Linked DNA regions of Sus scrofa: region 1 is linked to region 2. Evidence: chromatin contacts called from public promoter capture Hi-C data. All regions are on one chromosome and are shown on one strand. The core of a region is the stretch at or near the end of the contact, and the rest is flanking DNA. Distances in the headings are between cores, read along the strand shown. Region 1 holds the start of ELMO3 (engulfment and cell motility protein 3). Region 2 holds the start of CES3 (carboxylesterase 3).

Region 1 (4,128 bases), core at 551-3,050, 210 kb after region 2:
AGAGGTGCTTATTAGCCAGGTCAGGGTGGACAGGTTATCTTCCCTCAGACAGAGTGTCCTCCGTCAGCCGGGGTGTGCACACTGAGCCCAGAAAGGGAGAGGATGTACTGCCTTTCAGCAGAACTGCGGAGTTGGAAGGGGCAGTGCCAGCTGCCTCCCCTGGGCCTTTGGCACCCTGGGCTCGGCACTGAGGAATTACAGTCTGGGGGGACCAGCTTGGCCTGGTGCAAGACCTATGTCTGAGCTGTGTGGACCCCCAGGTGGGTGGTGTGGAATCTGGGGAAGCGGGGGCTAGAGTGGGACCTGGCTGGCCCTCTGTGCTTTGAGAGTGGCTTTCTTGTCTTTCAGTCCTGGAACTCCCCAAAGAGCTGTCAGAAATCTTTGATCCCACGCGAGGTAGGGCTGTGTTCCTCCCTGGGGCTGGGGTGAGGGGTACAGCTCATTGGGTCTTAGGGCTCTTTTCTTGCCCTTCTGAGGACCTTATGCTTGTGTTTGGTACCTGGGCAAAGGGTAACGTTCCTGATGGCTGGGTGGTCCCCTTCATGGGCTTTGGCGGGTGGAGAGGTGGGAGCCAGGATGTAACTGCGCTCTCCCTCCACCCCCAGAGTGCATGAACTCAGAGCTCTTGGAGGAGCTGATGTCCTCAGAAGGTAGGTGCCCAGGAAGGTGGGGGTGAGTGTGGGCAGGGTTTGGGTGGCTCCTGAGTGGGATCTTGGCTCTGGGGCCTCAGCCTGTCCCTCTCCGCAGTGTTTGCACCCCTCCTCCGCCTTTCTCCACCCCCTGGAGACCACGATTACATCTACAACCTGGACGAGAGTGAAGGTGTCTGTGACCTCTTTGATGTGCCTGTTCTCAACCTCTGACTGACAAGGGCATGCCCTTTGTGGCTGGGACACAGACTGTCTGACCTGGGGGCTGCCTGGGGACCTCCCCGACCCCATCCCTACACAGCTTGAGAGCCGCAGACTCCTGGCTTCCCCAGACTTCCCTCACTGCACAGTTCTGGCCACAAGTCCTACTCCTGCACCAACACCTGTACGGTGCTGGCAGAGCAGGGGTAAGGGGCTTAGCCCACTCCACGTGGAGCCAAAGTGTTTGCCTCTCCTGTTTTGGAGCCTTCCCCTACCTAGTACCCTCCCTGGGCCCTCCCAGAGTTGAGGCTCAGCTGCCACCCAGTGGCACAGAACCGAGGACCCTCCATCACCCTCATAGGGCAGCTTGTCCAGCCCCACTGTCCGGTACCTGTCAGCCCCTGTCCCCTCCAGGAGGAAGCATGGGGTACTTGCCAGCACCACCCAGCCTCCTTCGCTTCTGCCCACACGCAGTCATACAGCTCTCCTGGTCCTCTCGTGTGCCCCCTTCTGCTGGGCCCCTGGCCCTGAGGACCTGTAGGTGGTGGTAGGGCTGCCAACAGGAAGGAGCAGAGAGCTCTAGCTGGGAATCTGGGCGAGTGAGTCCCTGAGGATTGGCCGAATCTCCGTCTGCCCCCAGCCACCCTCTTGTTTATTCATTTACCCTGTTAGAGCCATTTGCAGAGATTTAGAAAGATTTGCAGTAACAAATGGATTCCTATATAAAGATTATTTTTATACTTTTTGCAGCAAAAGGAAATTGTAATATTTGTACAGTGTCCAAGTGAATAAAGACCGTGCCTAAGGCTATCTCTGATCTGGTTCTTTCGGAGCCCCGCCCTGGGACTCTGCTGGATCGGGACTGGGACTGGGCGGGTCACCCTTCTGGGAGAGGAGGCGTGGCTGTGCTGACAGCTCTCCCCACCCCCACCTGCCGCACCTTGGGGCGGGACGGGCCGCCTTGGCGGGGCGGGGCGGGGCCGGCGCCCTCCTACCCTCCTACCCCCGGACTCCAACCCGGAACTGGCCTCGGCTCTGGCTCCCTTGGGAAGGCCGCCGCGCCTTGTCAGGAGTAGGAGCCTGGGCTCTTAAGAGCGGGCCCCGGGAGCCAAGCCTCGGACTGAGGACCGCCTTCGTGCTCAGGGCACCCAGACCAGGTGTGCCCTCGGCCGGGAGGTTGCACATCTGGAAAGTACAGGGGGCCCCCACCTCGGCTAGACCATGGCACCCTCGCGGAATGTGGTGAAGATCGCCGTCCAGATGCGTGAGGCCATCCCGCAGCTCATCCAGCTGGACCAGGTCGCCGGGCCTGTCTGTCCTCCCCCCACCCCACCTAACTCCGGGGCGCCCCCTTCCCCTCAAACGGCCCACTCCACCCCTCCCCCAGGCTCCTCCCCAACTCCTCCCCACTCCCGCCCGGTTCTCCTTGCAGGCGAAACCCCTGGCCGCCGTGCTGAAGGAGGTGTGCGAGGCGTGAGTGTGGGCCTGCGGGGCGGAGGGCGGGGGTGGGGAGGGGGCGCCCTTCCCGCCTCGCTGAGCCTCTGCTGCCCGCAGGTGGAACCTGCCTCACTCTGAGCGCTATGCCCTGCAATTTGCTGATGGGCACGGGAGATACATCACTGAGAACGTGAGTCCCCTCTCCTCCTCTGCCCCACATTCCACTCTGCGACCCCTTCTAACCCACCTGGCCCTGACTCCTCAGAATTATCGTCCTCCTATCTGGAACCTCCTCTTTCTTTTACTGACTCCCAAATCCTCCCTCCTCAACAACACTAATTAACCAATTCTCAGAGCCCTTCCTGACGTCTATTTTCTGCCATCTTTTCCAGAACCGCATGGAGATCAAGAATGGCAGTATCCTATGCCTCAGCACAGCCCCAGTAATGCCCCTCCTGCCCCTGCCCCTCTGCTCTGCCCTTTTCTGCCCACCTACACCTCTGCCCTAGGTCTGGAGGCCCCAGCCCTGGCTCCAGCCCAGCAGTGCCCCACCTAGTGGACACCTGAGTTCCCCACATCCCCGGTTCCCACTCCTTCCCTCCTCACCTCTGCTCTTGCTCCCACCCCTGCCAGGACCTTGAGGCTGAGCGGCTTTTAGGTGGCCTGCAGAGTGAGAGTCCTGAAGGGCGCCGGGAAGCCCTGCGGCATCTCGTCGTGCTGGCCCCAGACATGACCTTTGCCCGGGAGGTCATCAGCCGTGATGGGCTTCAGAGAATAGGCACCATCATTGAGGATGGGGATGAGTGAGCCCAGGGCTGTGGTGGGTGGTGGACATGGTGGGGCTGGTGGTCCTGGTCTGGCCCTGCTCAGCCCCAGATGTCCCCTCAGCCTAGGGGAGTTGCTAGCCCTTGCACTGAGGGCCTTCTTGGAACTCATGGAGCATGGCGTGGTGTCCTGGGAGACGCTCAGCATCCCCTTTGTTAGGAAGGTGGGTGGGTTTTTCTAGAGGCAGCAGGTGGGAGTGGGGCAGTGGCATGGTGTCAGGGTCTGGCCATCCATGGTGATGAGGTGGTGACAACTTCTGCTCCTCTTACAGGTGGTGTGCTATGTGAACATGAACCTGATGGATGCATCTGTGCAGCCCCTGGCCCTGGGGTTGCTAGAGAGTGTCACCTTGAGCAGCCCTGCCCTGGGCCAGCTGGTCAAGAGTGAGGTGCCACTGGATAGGCTGCTGGTGCACCTACAGGTGTAAGTGTCTAGAAGTGGGGTACAGATGAGGGGAGCAGGGCTGGACCCTGGATGGCCAGCTGAGGCCTCTTTTTTGGTGGGGGTGGGTACCTGAAGCATATGGACGTTCCCAGGCCAGGGATTGAATCCAAACTGCAGCTACACCCCATGCCCCAGCTGCCGCAGTGCTGGATCCTTTAACCCACTGCACCAGCCTGGGGGTGGAAACTGTGCCTCCGCAGCAACCCAAGCTGCTGCCGTTGGATTCTTAACCCACCGAGCCAGAGGGGGAACTCCTAGCCGAGCCCTCTTCTTGTTCCAGGATGAACCAGCAGCTGCAAACCAAGGCCATGGCACTGCTGACAGCTTTGCTGCAGGGAGCCAGCCCTGCTGAACGTAAGGTGGGTGTTCATCCAGCGGCTGCTAGTGGCTCTGTGCTCCACAGCTGGCCTCCAGGATGGGTGCTCATGGTGGAGCTTAATCACCTGAAACCCCTTCCCACCCACCTTAGCACATGCTCGACTACCTGTGGCAGAGAAACCTTCGCCAGTTCATCTACAAGGTAGGAAGGACCAGGCCAGGCAGACCCTTGCCCACTCCTCTCTCCGTGGAC
Region 2 (4,157 bases), core at 373-2,872:
ACAACTTCCAGAAGTTGTGCTTGAAGGATAGACATTCTGGCATTGCCCACTCTGGCCACCAGATGGCAGAAAAGTATAACCTTGAACTTTTCACCACTTGGCTGCACAATGCTTCCCTCCTACATACTGAAAGCATTTATGACATACATGCCTCTGTGTGTTTTTCAGTCCTGCATGTGCACAATGTAATTCCCAAATGTGAGTTCCCAGGACTAATTCTTGTTTTAACAGCTTTATTGTGGAATAATTTACTTACAGTTAAATTCACTGATTTAGGTGTACATTTGATAAATTTGGATAAATGTATGAGACATACAACCACCATCACATCAAGTTTTAAAATGCCTCTATTGCTCCAGAAAGTGTCTTTATGCCCTGTTGCACTGTTCTGACCCTGGCCTCAGGGCCAGTTGAGGGTAGTACCCTGCTTCTTCCCTGTCATTTGAAGATCCTCCAAAGAGTGGGTTTATGCAATGGTCGCCCCAACATACGCCCTGGGTATCTTCAGTCCTGGGGTCCCATGGCAGGGCTGCTCAGGCACAAGGTGCCGAGGCTGTGTAAGAGCCTCCTCCTACCACTGTAGGAAAAGGTTTGCTTGTTTTTCAAAGCATTAAACATAAAATTACCGTGTGACTGGCAGTTTCCTTCCTAGCCATGCAGCTGAGAGAAATGACCATATAGGTCCTCATAGAAATTTGTACTCATGTGTTTATAGCAGTATTATTTATAACAATCAAAAGGGAGAAACGACCCAAATATCCATTAGTGAACGAAAGGATAAGCAAATTATCATTCAGCCATACACTGAAATATTACTCAGTCATAAAGAGGAACACAATACTGATCTGTGCTACAACTTGGATGAACCTCAAAAACATGATGCCAGGGAAAGAAGCCAGACACAAAAGAGCATATATCACATGATTGCTTTATGTGATATATCCAGAATAGGTAAATCCACAGAGGCAGAAAGCAGATTAATGGTTATTGGGGGATGTGGGTAGTGGCTTGGGAGGTAAGGGGCAGGGGTGGGAATAGAGAGTGACTAATTAATAGGTACAGGGCGAGGTTAATGAAAGAGTTTTTATAACTAGATGTGGTAGTTGCACAAAATTGCAAATACATTAAATTCCACTGAATTGTATACTTTACAATGGTTAATTTTATAATATGTGACTTTAACTTCAATTGAAAAAAAAAAGAGCATCAACTTCAGTTCCTTCCATCCCACATCAGGGCTCAGGCGCTCCCTGGCAGGCAGGACCAGATACCAGCCCAACCCTAGGCCTGTTGGCTCACGCGGAGCAGGAATGGCACTGGGGTCATGGCCCTCGTGTAGGTGATGTGTGTGTCTCGCAATGAGTGTGCAAGGTCTCACGGAAGTCTTAGAGTCAGAAGAGGAGAAACTTGAACCTGGGGCTGCAGAGCTCCTTCTGTTGCCAGTCTGTCTTATCACTCAGGCCCCTGCAGGGCGGGTGCGCTCCCAGGCCCGCCCTCCTCCTCCCCCAGCCTGGGCACTAGATGCTGGTTCTTAGAGTTGGCCACCAGCCAGGCGGGGCGGTCCGCTGAGCTTTTGCTAACAGCCCTTTAGAGATTGGATGTCCCGAAGGTCAGGGAGCTGATTCTACGTGCTGCCACTTCTGCCCATAGTCAGTTGTAAGAGAGGAGCATGGAGACAGTGGTAAGAACTGCGTCCAGGCTCTTGGTCTGGGTGGCCTGTGTGCTTGTGGCCCTCTCTGCTGCAGTCACTGGTAAGACACACCTGCAGGACCTGCAGAAGTGGGATCTTCTGGGTGGTGGGAGGACTCAGAGGGAGGAAGCACGAGTGAGGGAAGGGAGGGCTGGGCAGCCTGCTCAGGGAGGAAGCCCTCCATGGGGAGGAATGCCAGGGTCATGCGTCTTCTCTGGGCAGGAACTCTGCCCTCGCTGTCATGTGGATCTCCAGAGCAGCCCTGCCCAGGGACTGGATTGTCATATTTTAAGGGGACCTAGGATTTGCCTTAATCAGTAAGATATGGCCATAGAAATGACTGTCATGAAAGGAAAAGTCTGCTCCCCATTGCCAGAAACAGGGGGCACGTCATAGCCTGCAGGGCTGCTCAGGGAAGCTGGAGTTCCTCCAGAAGCAGAAGGCATGAAGGGGAAATGTGGATGAGAGTTTCTATTGTTTGCTGGAGAAGAAACGGGTAAGGCAGGCCAAGGAGGTTTAGATGGTCTAGTTGGAATGACTTCAGCGGGCTCTGGGCATGGGGCTGTCCTTAGATGTCTAACCGTGGGGTGATTAGGGCAGGTAGCTAGTGGCCAGGAGTATCAAGGGCCCTCAGAAGAGGTGCCCTGGTGCAGGGGCTCTGAGTTGATTGGTTTGCATTTGAAGGCCACACTTTCCAGTGAGCTGTTGACCATTTCTGAGAACAGGCTAGCCCTGGGAGGGCAGGCCGTCCAGGGTTAGCAAGCTTCCTAATGTCAAAATGTAAGAATAGAGAAAATAAAAAGATGTATTTGTTACATCTTCTTCAGCAGATGAATAATCTGAGGTTTAGAGAGTGTGAGTGGCTGGCCCAAGGCCCAAGCCCATCTCCTACCCTCACCCCACAGTTCTGTGGGACCAAGGAGAGCTTGGTTCCTTCACTCGGGCTAGTCTGGCCTGGAGGAGAGAGGTAGTGATGCCAAGGCAGGGAGGAGGAAGTGGGGTTAATTGCGAGACTTACCTCACAGGCAGGCTGGGGAAGTTCAGCGAAGTGCTCAGAACAGGGCCTGGCAGAGTAGGTGCTCAGAGAGCCGACATTTAGGGAGTCCATCGGCTACCCTATCCTTTCATGGAGGCTGCAGACTCACCCCAACCCCTCTGTCCCGCCCTCAGGGCGAGAGGCCACTCAACCTGAAGTCGACACCACCCTGGGCCGCGTGCGAGGCCGGCAGGTGGGCGTGAAGGGCACTGACCGCCTTGTGAATGTCTTCCTGGGCATCCCGTTTGCCCAGCCACCCCTGGGGCCTGGCCGGTTCTCAGCCCCACGCCCAGCACAGTCCTGGGAGGGTGTGCGGGATGCCAGCACAGCCCCTGCAATGTGAGTAGCCCCAGGGGAGGTGGGCAAGTGGGCAGGTGGCAGGGGTCCAACTCCCAGGGCACGTGGGGCTGACACACTGGTCCTCGGGCTCCTCCTTGGCCACAGGTGCCCGCAGGATCTGGAGAGGATGAACAACGCCAGATTTGTGCTGGATGGAAAGCACCAGATCTTCCCAGTTTCAGAGGACTGCCTGGTCCTCAACATCTACAGCCCAGCTGAGGCCACGACGGGGGCCAGGAGGCCGGTGCGCAGCCCAGAGGGTTCTGTCCACCCAGCCAGCTCTACGTGGCCTGCACCCCCTCCTCGTCCCTGCTCCAAAACTGCTCTAAGGGTCCCGGGAACACCCTGAGCAGGGGTGTGTGTGGCTGGGGTCACTGACCCTTGGCTATCTCTGCAGGTCATGGTGTGGTTCCATGGAGGCTCTTTGGTGGTTGGTGCCGCCACCTCCCACGACGGATCTGCCCTGGCCGCCTATGGGGATGTGGTAGTGGTGACAGTCCAGTACCGCCTGGGGCTCCTTGGCTTCTTCAGGTGAGGTGGCAGACCTGGCATAGGGCGTCCTTTGTACTGAAGCAGGGCCAGCTCAGGAGAGGAGTTGGCTTGGGGATCTATGGTGAGGGTGCAAAGTTCGAAGGTACCTCCCCCAGGCAAGCAGGGAGTCTGGGGCAGAGAAGAGTGTTCCCTGAGGCTCCACCCTGGGAGGAGGGGCTCAGCCAAAACCAGAATTTTACAATGGACTTGGTTCATTGGGCAGAGGTATTGGCTCCTGGTCGGGGGCCAGCAGGGTGTGGGGGGTCAAGGAGCAATAAGCTCTAGCAGCCGCTTAACAGCCAGAGCTGGCAGGGTGCCTGGCCAGGCCCCAGCAAGCCACGTGCTGGGCATATGGATGGCAAGTGTGGCTCATGGCCAGACCAGATTTGGGGACCAGGCAGAGTCTGGCATCTTAGGGACTGATTCAGAGCAAACCTGCAGAGGCTGAGGAAAATCTCTCAGGGGAGCTGGCTTGCCCTAACTACTACCCCACCCGCCCGCCAGCACTGGGGACAAGCACGCGCCTGGCAACTGGGGCTTCCTTGATGCAGTGGCTGCTCT

What was found. Promoter capture Hi-C pulls out the DNA fragments that hold promoters and counts their contacts.
Region 1: a promoter capture Hi-C map of liver shows a contact between it and region 2, with 11 times the contacts expected there. The contact joins the promoter of ELMO3 here to the promoter of CES3 in region 2. A contact is called at or near these places in 2 of 5 promoter capture datasets (fetal liver and liver), 3 of 47 Hi-C or Micro-C datasets (embryonic fibroblasts, epiblast stem cells and liver) and 2 of 2 datasets of contacts at active chromatin or transcription factors (alveolar macrophages and skeletal muscle).

What each region holds. Positions count from the first base shown.
Region 1 is chr6:27,839,759-27,843,886 of Sscrofa11.1, forward strand. It overlaps ELMO3 (engulfment and cell motility protein 3), which reads left to right and starts at 1,801. Exons shown (of 21, transcript XM_003126932.4): 1 at 1,801-2,150; 2 at 2,284-2,324; 3 at 2,406-2,478; 4 at 2,681-2,731; 5 at 2,922-3,091; 6 at 3,177-3,276; 7 at 3,385-3,536; 8 at 3,838-3,916; 9 at 4,027-4,077. The coding sequence starts at 2,073. E2F4 (transcription factor E2F4) reads left to right here. Exons shown (of 10, transcript XM_003126933.6): 8 at 349-396; 9 at 606-650; 10 at 748-1,661. The coding sequence ends at 863.
Region 2 is chr6:27,626,090-27,630,246 of Sscrofa11.1, forward strand. It overlaps CES3 (carboxylesterase 3), which reads left to right and starts at 1,623. Exons shown (of 14, transcript NM_001243625.1): 1 at 1,623-1,751; 2 at 2,861-3,065; 3 at 3,171-3,309; 4 at 3,463-3,596; 5 at 4,101-4,157. The coding sequence starts at 1,670.